Linked DNA regions of Macaca mulatta: region 1 is linked to region 2. Evidence: chromatin contacts called from public Hi-C data. All regions are on one chromosome and are shown on one strand. Each heading gives the region's core, a stretch centred on a gene start, on an enhancer-like site or on the middle of the called end of the contact. The rest is flanking DNA. Distances are from core to core; before and after follow the strand shown.

The links. A called contact is a pair of places that touch in the nucleus more often than the background predicts.
Region 1: a contact with region 2 is called in a Hi-C map of sperm, with 2.7 times the contacts expected there. The contact joins the enhancer-like site here to the promoter of MT3 in region 2. A contact is called at or near these places in 2 of 14 Hi-C or Micro-C datasets (fetal cortical plate and sperm).

What each region holds. Positions count from the first base shown.
Region 1 is chr20:52,301,497-52,306,670 of T2T-MMU8v2.0, reverse strand. No RefSeq gene overlaps it. Among named protein-coding and RNA genes, the nearest start is that of MT1X, 17 kb to the right of the region's middle. Within about 2 kb of position 3,735, at least 3 of the 40 cell types and tissues checked have an H3K27ac peak or open chromatin away from gene starts, as enhancers often do.
Region 2 is chr20:52,157,067-52,162,453 of T2T-MMU8v2.0, reverse strand. It overlaps MT3 (metallothionein 3), which reads right to left and starts at 3,781. Exons shown (of 3, transcript NM_001266138.1): 1 at 3,643-3,781; 2 at 3,327-3,392; 3 at 2,244-2,407. The coding sequence starts at 3,673. The coding sequence ends at 2,298.

The sequences.
Region 1 (5,174 bases), core at 2,486-4,985, 140 kb before region 2:
CCCAGGGGTCTTCTGACCCTTCCTCCCACCCCCAGTACACCCAAAGGTGCATTGCCACCTCAGCTTCTTGCTTACCTCTTCTTTCTCACTAAGTACCTATTGTGTGCCAGACATTGTTCTGGGCACTGAGATATAGCAAAATAAGTTAGCGGCCCACAGTGACATGGCCAGTAAATGGCAGAGACAGGACTTGACCCCAAGCCTTCAGATGCCATGTCTGACACTGACTCCAGAACCTCATACCCCAGAACCATTGAGGGTGAAATTCTTGTTTTTATTAGAGCCACAGCAGCAATCACGGTTCATTTCTTGGCACTCATCTGCCAGTGTGGCTATTCTGAAGTTCAGGACGATTACTTCACAATTGCCCTTTGCTGTTCTTATTCCTTCCTTGACTGAATAAATCTTTAAGGTAATAAGAAGGGAAAATATAGGTCAGATCTCCTCTGGGCCTATAAAACCAAGATGTGAGATCATTACATTGCTTCATGTGCTAAGTCAAAAAAATGTTCATTATAAAGATGCATCAAATATAAAGATGCATCATTATAAAGCATCTTTTCCTATAATGACATAATATATGTCAACTTAAAATTGTTTTCCTTCAAATACTGCCCCTATTGCCAAAGAGGGAGATATTTAATTTGCAAGTTTGCCTTGTCTGACTTTTTTTGTTTAGTTTTTGTGTTTTGTTTTTTTGAGAAAAGGTCTTGCCCTGTTGCTTAGGCTGGAGTACAATGGCATAATCACGGTTCAATGCAACCTCGACCTCCTAGGCTTAAGTGATCCTCCTGCCTTGGCCTCCTTAGTAGGTGGGACCACAAGCACATGCTAACATGCCTGGCTAATTTTTTAAATTTTTCTTTTGTAGAGACGAGATCTTGCTATGTCCCCCAGGCTGGTTTCAAACTCCTGGGCTCAAGCAATCTTCCCGTCTTAGCTTCCCAAAGTGCTGGGATTATAAGTGTGAGCCACCATGTCCAGAGTGTGACTTATTTCTTAAGTATACACCCTGCCATTTATGTATTTATGTATGTATTTATTTTTATTTATTTTTTGAGACTGAGTCTCACTTTGTTGCCTAGGCTGGAGTGCAGTGGTGCCATCTTGGCTCACTGCAACCTCTGCCTCCCAGGCTCAAGCGATTCTCCTGCCTCAGCCTCCCGAGTAGCTGGGACTACAGACTTGCACCACCAGGCCTAATTTTCATATTTTTAGTAGAGATGGGGTTTCACCATGTTGGCCAGGCTGCTCTGGAAGTCCTGGCCTCAGATTATCTACCTGCCTCGGCCTCCCAAAGTGCTGGGATTACAGGCATGAGCCACCGCGGCCGACCACACCCTGCCAGTTAATGTCTGCAGTAAGAAAGAATTTTTCCATTTACAAGATCCCTGCCCTTGTGGAGTGTGGAGTCTGTTAGGGGAGGTAGACAACACATCAAATAAACGTATGGGAGGTTAGATAATGACAGAAGCTCAGGGAAAAAAATAAAGCTAGAAGAGGAGTGAGATGGGTTTCCGAGGGGTAGGGAGCTGAGTGAAGACTTGAGAGAGGTGAGGGAGGGAGGGAGCCAGCTGGCAGAGCATCCCAGGCCCCCAGGCAGCAGGTGCAAAGGCCTTGAGGCAAGAATTCTTGGTGATCTTGGGGAAAAGGAAGAGGCAAATGTGGGTGGTGGGAGAGAGTCCTGAAGGGCCTTTTGGGCCAACATAAGGACTTCAGCTTGTGCTCCAAGAGAAATGGCGAGCCATGGAAGGGTTTGGAATAGAGGAGTGACCTGTTCTACCAGGATGAATCCCGTGGCTGTGTTGAAAATACATCACAGTTCTGGCTGCAATCGCCTGAAGTATCTCCTAGCCCATTGAAACTTCATTGTTATTGCTATTTAATATCCAATTTACAATGGTTCACCTTCGGATTTCTTGACTTTACAATGGTGCAAACACATTCAGTAGAAACTGTGCTTCAAATACCCATACAGCCATTCACCTTTTCACTTACGGTGCAGTATTCAATAAACGACATGAGATGTGTGACACCTTCTTATAAAATAGGTTTTGTGTTCAATGATTTTGCCCAATTGTAGGGTAATGTGAGTGCTCTGAGCATGTTTAAGGTGGGCTAGGCTAAGCTATGATGTTCAGTAGGTTAGGAGTATTAAATGCATTTTCAACTTAAAATATTTTCAGCTTATGATGGGCTTATCAGGATGCAGCACCCTCCTGCCCCCTTAAGTGAAGGAGCATCTGTATTGTTCAATTTAAAAACAGCCAAAGAACTTGACTTCTGCCCAAGTCTAAACCTCAGATAACCATTTTATCTGGGCCTGGATGGACAGGGAGGTGGCTCAAGCCTGGAAACTGAGGGTCAGGAAGACTCCTCACCCTCAAGGTCACCCAGCTCACTGAGTCACTCTAGCAACAGCTCTGACACCCCACGACACAGGATTCCCAGAGGGCCTTGCTCCTAACAATGTGCTGGAAGGTTCCATGCATTAATCTGTCTATTTCTAATGATCAGACAAATTTGGAAAACACTGCTTTGATGTATAAGATGTTCCTCTCTTATGGCACCCTGAGTGTGTCTAATTATCTCCAAGTATACAAAATTCTCAAAAATATACTTACAGAAAGAATTCAGATGCATTGGATCATAAATTATAAATGCATTTCAAGTAGAACCTTTAGCAGTAGGGAAAGGTAGGGGCAGAGTGGGTGTCCTAAACATTCAAACTAGGGTAGGCCCAAGGAAAGTGGGCAGGTCACTGCTTATTTCAGCTCTTGCTAACTCCAGACTATTTTCTCAAGGGCCTGTGTGTGCACCTCTCACATGATCTGAGCTGTGAGCCCCAGGGCTTCTTTCTGGAATCTAAGGAAAGCAAGTCTGACAGTCAGTCTTAACCTTTTTTTTTTTTTTTTGGAGACAGGGTCTGACATTGTCACCCAGGCTGGAACGCAGCGGCGCAATCTCGGCTCACTGCAGCCTCGACCTACCAGGTTGAAGCGATTCTCGTGCCTCGGCCTCCCAAGTAGCTGAAATTACAGGCATGTGCCACCACGCCCAGCTAATTTTTCTATTTTTAGTAGAGACAGGGTTTCACCATCGGCTTGACCTTTTGATGTGCTGGTTGGGTTGACTAGTGACACTGAACTGGGATTTCCATCAGCTTGCAATAAAGAGAAATGACCACCAGGGGACAGCAAACGTCCAGTAAGCAGTCAGTGCCTTTTGAAAACATACTCTAGGCTTTGCCAAGTGAACAGAAGGGCGGGGAATCTGTGACAGTGGGCAGGGGAGCACTTAAATTCTTGGTAATCATAGCTGAATTGTGTTGCTGATTTTTTTTTTTTTAACATACCCAGCTTTCAACCTGCCTAGAATCCCCCTGCCTTTATCTAGGATCTTAATTTTAAGAAAGTACTTACTTGATAAACTGATCAATGAATTAAACCAGTTCTCAACTGGCACTGGTGTTATTTTGCTTCCCAGGAGCATTTGGCATAATCTAGGAATATTTTAGTTGTCACAAGTAGGGGTATATAATACTATTGGCATCTAGTAGGTTGAGGCCAAGGATAATGCTAGACATCCTACAATGCACAGGAAGGCCTACAGCAAAGGATGATCTGAACCTGTATGACAAGGCTGAGACAACCTGGGCTAAACCAACAAAGTCCTGCTCTCATGATGTGAAACCTGAGCTTCCTGTGTCTCTTCTCTCTGTAGCCCAGCCCCTGGTCTAGGATGTAGCAGGGGGAATCACCCATAATGTCTGGGAAGATATTATCGCTGTCCTCAAGGAACTGACAGTCTGCAGGAATTGAAATTTCAGATGCCTACAGGGCCAGGGAGGTAACATGAAGAGATGAAGCAGGCAGGTAGGAGATGGAATGGGGAGTGGTGAGGATTGGGGCAAGTTAGAGAACGCGGCTCTAAAAGAACCACCACTTAGCTCAGCTTGTTGCTGCCATGTATAAAAGTGGGCCCACAGGCCAGGCGCAGTGGCTCACACCTGTAATCCCAGCGCTTTGGGAGGCCCAGGTAAGTGGATCGCCTGAGCTCAGGAGTTTGAGACCAGCCTGGCCAATGTGATAAAACCTTGTGTCTACTAAAAATACAAAAATGAGCTGGGCGTGGTGGTGGGCTCCTGTAATCCCAGCTACTCAGGAGGCTGAGGCAGGAGAATCACTTGAACCCAGGAGGCCGAGGTTGCAGTGAGCCAAGATTATGCCACTGCGCTCCAGAGCCTGGGTGACGGAGTGAGACTCTATCTAAATTTAAAAAAAAAAAAAAGTGGGCCTACTCTTGCCAGACCTTCAGCTGTGGGGAATAAAAAGGGATGACGTTTGGGCCAGTCCTTGAAGGATCAGCAGAATTTTGCTGGGTGGAGAGGAAATAGATGAGAATTAGTATTTCAGACAGGGATGTTCCAACCAGAAGCTGCAAATTGTCCAAACCTGGCCCTCTTTGGTCTACACCATCTTTTTCTTTCTTTTCTTTTCTTTTACTTTATTTTATTTACTTACTGAGACAGGGTCTCACTCTTTAGCCCAGGCTGGAGTGCAATGGCACAATCACAGGCCCCTACAGTCTTAACCTTGCAGACTCAAGCAGTCCTGGGCCTTGGCCTCCAAGTAGCAGGGACTCCAGGTGCAGGCACCATGACCAGCTAACTTTTTTTTTTTTTTTTTTTTTTTAAGAGATGGGGTCTCACTCTGTTGCGCAGGCTGGTCTCAAACTCCTGAGCTCAAGCAATCCTCCCACCTTGGCCTCCCAAAGTGTTGAGATTGAGGTGAGCCTCTTTTGTCTTATCTTCTTCTTCTTCTTTTTTTTTTTTTTTTAGTTTAAGCTCCTAGAACTGACTCTTCTTTTAATGCAATTTTTTTACTGCAGTAAAATATGCATAGCATAGAATTTACCATTGTAACCATTTTTAGGTCTATAACTCAGTGGCATTAAGTACATTTACAATGTTGTGTAACCATCACCACCATCCACTTCCAGAACATTTGCATCATCTCAAGCAGAAACTCTATACCATTAAACATAACTCCCCATTCCCTTTCCCACTAGTCCCTTGTAACCTCTATTCTGTTTTCTATCTCCATGAATTTGCCTCCCCTAGGCACCTCATGTAAGTGGAATCATAAAATATTTGTCCTTTTATGTCTGGCTAA
Region 2 (5,387 bases), core at 2,532-5,031:
TGGACACTTGGATTGCTTCCACTTTTTGGCGATTATAAATAATCCTATGAACATGTGTGTAAGAATACCGCTTCAAGACTCTGCTTTCAATTCTTTGGGGGTGTACCTAGAAGTGGAATTGCTGGGTCATATGGAATTCTATTTTTAACTTTGAGAACTACAGTTTTCCACAGCACTGCATCATTCTACATTCCTACCAGCAAGGCACATGGGTTCCAATATCTCTACATTCTGGCCAACACTTTTTATTTTGTATTGCTGATCCTAGCCATATTAGTGTATGTGAGGTGATTTTGCTTCTTTTTCTGTGATTTTTGTAACACAAGGCAAGCCAGAAGCAAGAAAACAATGCATGCTTAAGTTTAGAGGGCTACCCTTCAATTAGACAGTCTGTATTCAAATCCTGGCTATACCACACCACTCTAGCTGTGTGTCCTCATGCAAATTTCCCCAACCTCTACTGCCCCATCTGTAAAATGAAGTTAAAAATCATACTGATAGCCTTGGCAACATGGCAAAACCCAGCCTCTACCAAAAAAAAAAAATTAGCTGGGCATGGTGGGATGCATCTGTAGTCCCAGCTACTCGGGAGGCTGAGGTGGGAGGATTGGTTGAGCCCTGGAGGTCCACACTGCAGTGCCCTGATGGCACCACTGCACTCCAGCCTGACAGAAAAAACAAAACAAAACAAAAAACCCTGCCTCCAATCCCAGCACTTTGGGAGGCCGAGGCTGGTGGATCACTTGAGCTCAGGTGTTCAAGACCAGCCTGGGCAACATGGTGAAACCCCATCTCTACAAAAATTAGCCAGACATGCAAACTGTTCCAACACCTTTCACTGAGTAGTGTGTACTTTCCCACTGGTTTCTAGCAACACAGAGGTTTGTTTTTGGACTGTCCTCTGTGCAATTGATCTATTCCTGACCCTCCACCATTTTCCAGAGCTTTGGAAACAAGTGGAGCTACCAGGTTGGAGAAAGCTCCCTTTGTTGTTCCTTTTCAAAGCTGGCTTGGCTTTCCCTGCATTCTCCTTTTCTAAACTCAGCCTGTGTGTGTGTGTGTGTGTGTGTGTGTGTGTGTGTATGTGTATGTGTATATCTCCTGGTGAGCTTTTGAATTAACTGTCAGCAAAAACTAACGTGGAGGAAAAGTGATGTGTTCAGAGCATTGTATCCTCTTACTGGGAAATTTTGTCTCCCAGAATTTGTTTCTCCCTTCTTAGCTCACCCAGGTAAACCTGAGTGTTCTCTTTCACCAAGGACTGGATCACAACCACTGTGGATAAAAGCTCTTATTACCCTTGAAGACAGGAGGGGCTGGAGACAAACTGCCAAATGAGAAAATGTGAAAGGGAACCGAACAATGTGCTTTGGGGAAACAGGCTACTCAGGGTGGTGACCTTGGGAATGCAGCTGACCGTCAGCCAAGACAAGCCCCTGGGCCTCCTGGACATTCCTCTGATAAATCTGAAAACAGACAGCTTTGCAGAAGCAACTAGAAAATCCCCAAATTCACAGGCCCCACAGGCTAGGGGCTGGCCTTAACTCCCCCTAACTCTATTCTACAGATGAAGAAAGTGAGGTTAGGAGGTTGGAGAGGGCCAAACCTAGATGAGCCTGGTCTCTCCTGTTTCCCTAGACTTGAACTTGACTTAGCAGGAGGGTGGGGTGCCATCTGAAGGTGGAGGAGAACGCATTCTGTCCCCCAGGCTCCACCCCAGCCCCAAACAGACCAGTGGCCAAGTCTCAAGTGTTTCTTTCTTTTTTTTTTTTTCTTTTTTTTTTTTGAGACAGAGTCCTGCTCTGTCGCCCAGGCTGGAGTGCAGTGTAGTGATCTCAGCTCACTGCAACCTCCACCTCTTGGGTTCAAGTGATTCTTTTGCTTCAGCCTCCCGAGTAGCTGGGATTACAGGCACCTGCCACCAAGTCCGGCTAATTTTTGTATTTGTAGTAGAGACAGGGTTTCACCATGTTGGCCAGGCTGGCCTTGAACTCCTGACCTCAGGTGATCCACCCGCCTCAGCCTCCCAAAGTGCTGGGATTACAAGCGTGAGCCACCGCGCCCAGCCAGGGTTTCACTCAACTGGGTGGCTCCCTTGGAGCAGACCCCCCCACTGCTCCGCATCCTTCCCCCCTTTAAGAAGAGACCAGTCCTTGGCTCATGCTGTTCATGGGATTTATTGCCACTCCCCTAAGGTCAACAGGAGAAGGGGACACCAGCCACACCTCACCACAGGCATAGGTGGCACTGAGCCACCTGGCACTATCTCCACGTGCTCCACATGGAGGGGTGCTTCCTCACTCGCAGCAGCTGCACTTCTCTGCCTCTGCCTCGGCCCCCTCTCCGCCTTTGCACACACAGTCCTTGGCACACTTCTCACACTCCGCAGGGCAGCAGGAGCAGCAGCCTGCAGATAAAATGGAAGATGACCAGTCTGATGCACACTCCCGAAATCCGTCCCCATCAAAGGGGAGGGAAGGGTGCTGGGTGGGGAGTCATCCTCGTTCATTCAGCCAGGGCTGGTCACAGCCCCCTTCTTAGTCTCGCACCTGCTCTGACTCAGCATCTAAGTCGCGGCAGTGGCATCCTGCACCACCACAGGAGAGAGGTACCCAAGAAATAGACCAGAGCCCCTTGGGTGGATGCCAGGAAGTCCTGGGGGCTGGTGGGCTTAAGCTCAGGTTAGGTGGGTACTAGGCCTTAAGGAGAAAGCATCACAGGGTAAACGACCTTGAAAGGGGCCTTGAAGGATAAACTTGGGAGGGGCAGATATGACGCAGATGTAGGGGGCCCAGGAAAGCCGTGGGGAGGGGGTGGGGACCTGTGCCTGGTCTTATACCTAGGGAAGAAGGGAGCCTTCCTCCCACCTCTTAGTCTCTATGCATATTACACTGCTGTGAGCTGGGGAGATTCTGAGATCAAACTGAGAGGATCTGTAAGGCCTGAGAGAGGCCAAGGGACCGGAACTCCAGAGCTGAGCCCCAGCCTCCCTAATGGCTTCCCCAGGTTTTGGGGGTTTTGAGGGGTGGGGCGGGAAAGACTGGACCAGTGTAGCAGTCCTCAATCCCAGCTGCCATTGGAGTCTTCCGGGGATTTACAAAAACCTCTCGTTCCATGCCTAGGCCATCAATTCCTGGGTGTGGGGCAAGGGCATCTGTATTTTAATGTCTTCCCGGGTGGTTCTGTTCCAGCAAGAGTCAGAAACCACGGGATTGGGGCCTGGCGGTCTCTCCGTATCCTGCGTATCCTGCGTATCCTGCGTGGTGAGACACCAACTCCGCAGAGCAGAGGGGGCAGCGGCAGAGGGGAAGGGTCCCCGCACTCACTCTTCTTGCAGGAGGTGCATTTGCAACCCTCGCACTTGCAGGAGTCCGCGCAGGTGCAGGAGCCACCTAGAGAGGGCGACGCCACAGGAAGGGTTAATGTGGACAAACTCGGGTCCCCACGCCTGTCACGAGGAGATGGGGCACCAAGTCTCCCTGTTCTCCGCGACACAGGCATGCCCACCTTTCAGGAGGTGAAGAATAGGGAATCAGGAGCCCTTCCCCCAAGTGTCCTTGAGCGAAGGCGCGGGGCGTGGGTTTTTTTTGCAGGTACAAGGGCGCACAGTGCCGCAGGATGGGAGCGGCGGCGGGGGCTCACCAGAAGGGCAGGGGCAGGTCTCGGGGTCCATGTCGAAGCGAGCAGCAGCTGGAGGCTGTGAATGGGCTTCTCCAAGCAACTGGACGCGCGGCTTGGCTAGTGGCAGCAGGTGGCGATGCTTTTATAGCCCCGGGCGGGGGCGCGCATGCCAAGCCCGCTGGGCGCCCGCCCCTGCGCACCGCGCCGGCTCTTTGCGTTTGTGCACTTGGGCTCCGGCGCACGCACTGCGGCATCTGTCCCCTGCCCCCGCCGTGTGTGTGCACGGCCAGGGCCCGTTCGCCCACGCCCGCGCGTGCGCCCCCACTCCCACCCCGCAGTCGCTTGCACGACCCACTCCCCGCCGCCACGCGCGCGCTGCCAGTCCGCTCCCCGCGTGGGTCCCGTAGGGGACGTGCCCGCCGCAGCAGCCGCCACTGCGTGGAAGCGCGCACGTACCATCTCCGAAAGTGGAGGAAAAGGCGCTTTGCGTATTTCCCAGCTCTTCCCTTCCTCTCTTCCCCTTCATTCGAGAATTCTCCCGGATGCCAGATCTGTTCAAATGGGTTGCTGGGCTGGGGGCAGAAAGAGGCTCCTCATGTTGAGCCCGACACTGACTCTTTCACCCTCCGAGTGCCACTGGCAAGGGGCGTGTTCCATTTCCCGGCTGTCCCGCCTGGCATCTTCAGGTCCTTGACTCCTAACGCTCCATCGTAAGTAAGAAAAAGTGAGGCCAGAGAAGCGGGAATGTTCGTAGGTCTCAGAATGAGCCTGAGGCCGAGCCAGGCCTAGAACTCAGAACTCAGGTACCTAGAGGGATTGTCAGTGGGGGGCATGTTAAAATCAGGGCAGCTCGGTGAGATTTTTCTATTTATAAAAAGGAGGCCGGACATGGTGGCTCACGCCTGTAATCCCAACACTCTGGGAGGCCGAGGTGGGCAGATCACCTGAGGCTGGGAGTTGGAGGCCAGCCTGACCAACATGGAGAAACCCCATCTCTACTAAAGGTACAAAATTAGCTGGGTGTGGTGGCAGGTGCCTGTAATCCCGGCTACTTGGGAGGCTGAGGCAGGAGAATCACTTGAACCTGGGAGGCAGAGGTTGCAGTGAGCCCAAATCACGCCATTGCACTCCAGCCTGGGCAACACAAGGGAAACTGCGTCTCAAAAAAAAAAAATTATTTGGGTGTGGTGGCATGCACCTGTAGTCCCAGCTACTTGGGAGGCTGAGGCAGGAGGATTACTTAAGCCCAGGAGGTTGGGGAGGCTGCAGTAAGCCTTTTTGTACCACTGCACTCCAATGTGGGTCAGAGCAAAATCCTGTCTCAAAAAGAAAAGAGAGCCTAGGTAAAATAAGATTGATAAATATTTATATGAATATAAGGGATTTCGGTGCAAAATGAAAGGAAAAGAAGTCTAAGCTGCCAAGGAGAATCATTTGTGACTGAGCAGGGTAGTGTGAGTGAGAATGAGACCCCGAGAAGGGGAGAGGAGAGAGGTCATTGAAGTTTGGGGGCAGCAAAGAAGGGACCAGAGCTGGGAGAGGACCTCTGTAAAAGGCATTTTAAAAAAAGTTATTGTGAAGTGTTTGACTGTCACCGTCTCTGCTGTCCCTCTGAGACTTTCTGAAAATCTTCCTTACTTGCCAGTGCTTTCACAGAAGGGGCTGTGTTTCGGGGTAGATGGAGTCGAGCATTAAGATGACTCCCAAGGCCAGCGGCTCACGCCTGTAATCCCCATATGCTTTGGGAGGTCAAGGTGAGAATCACT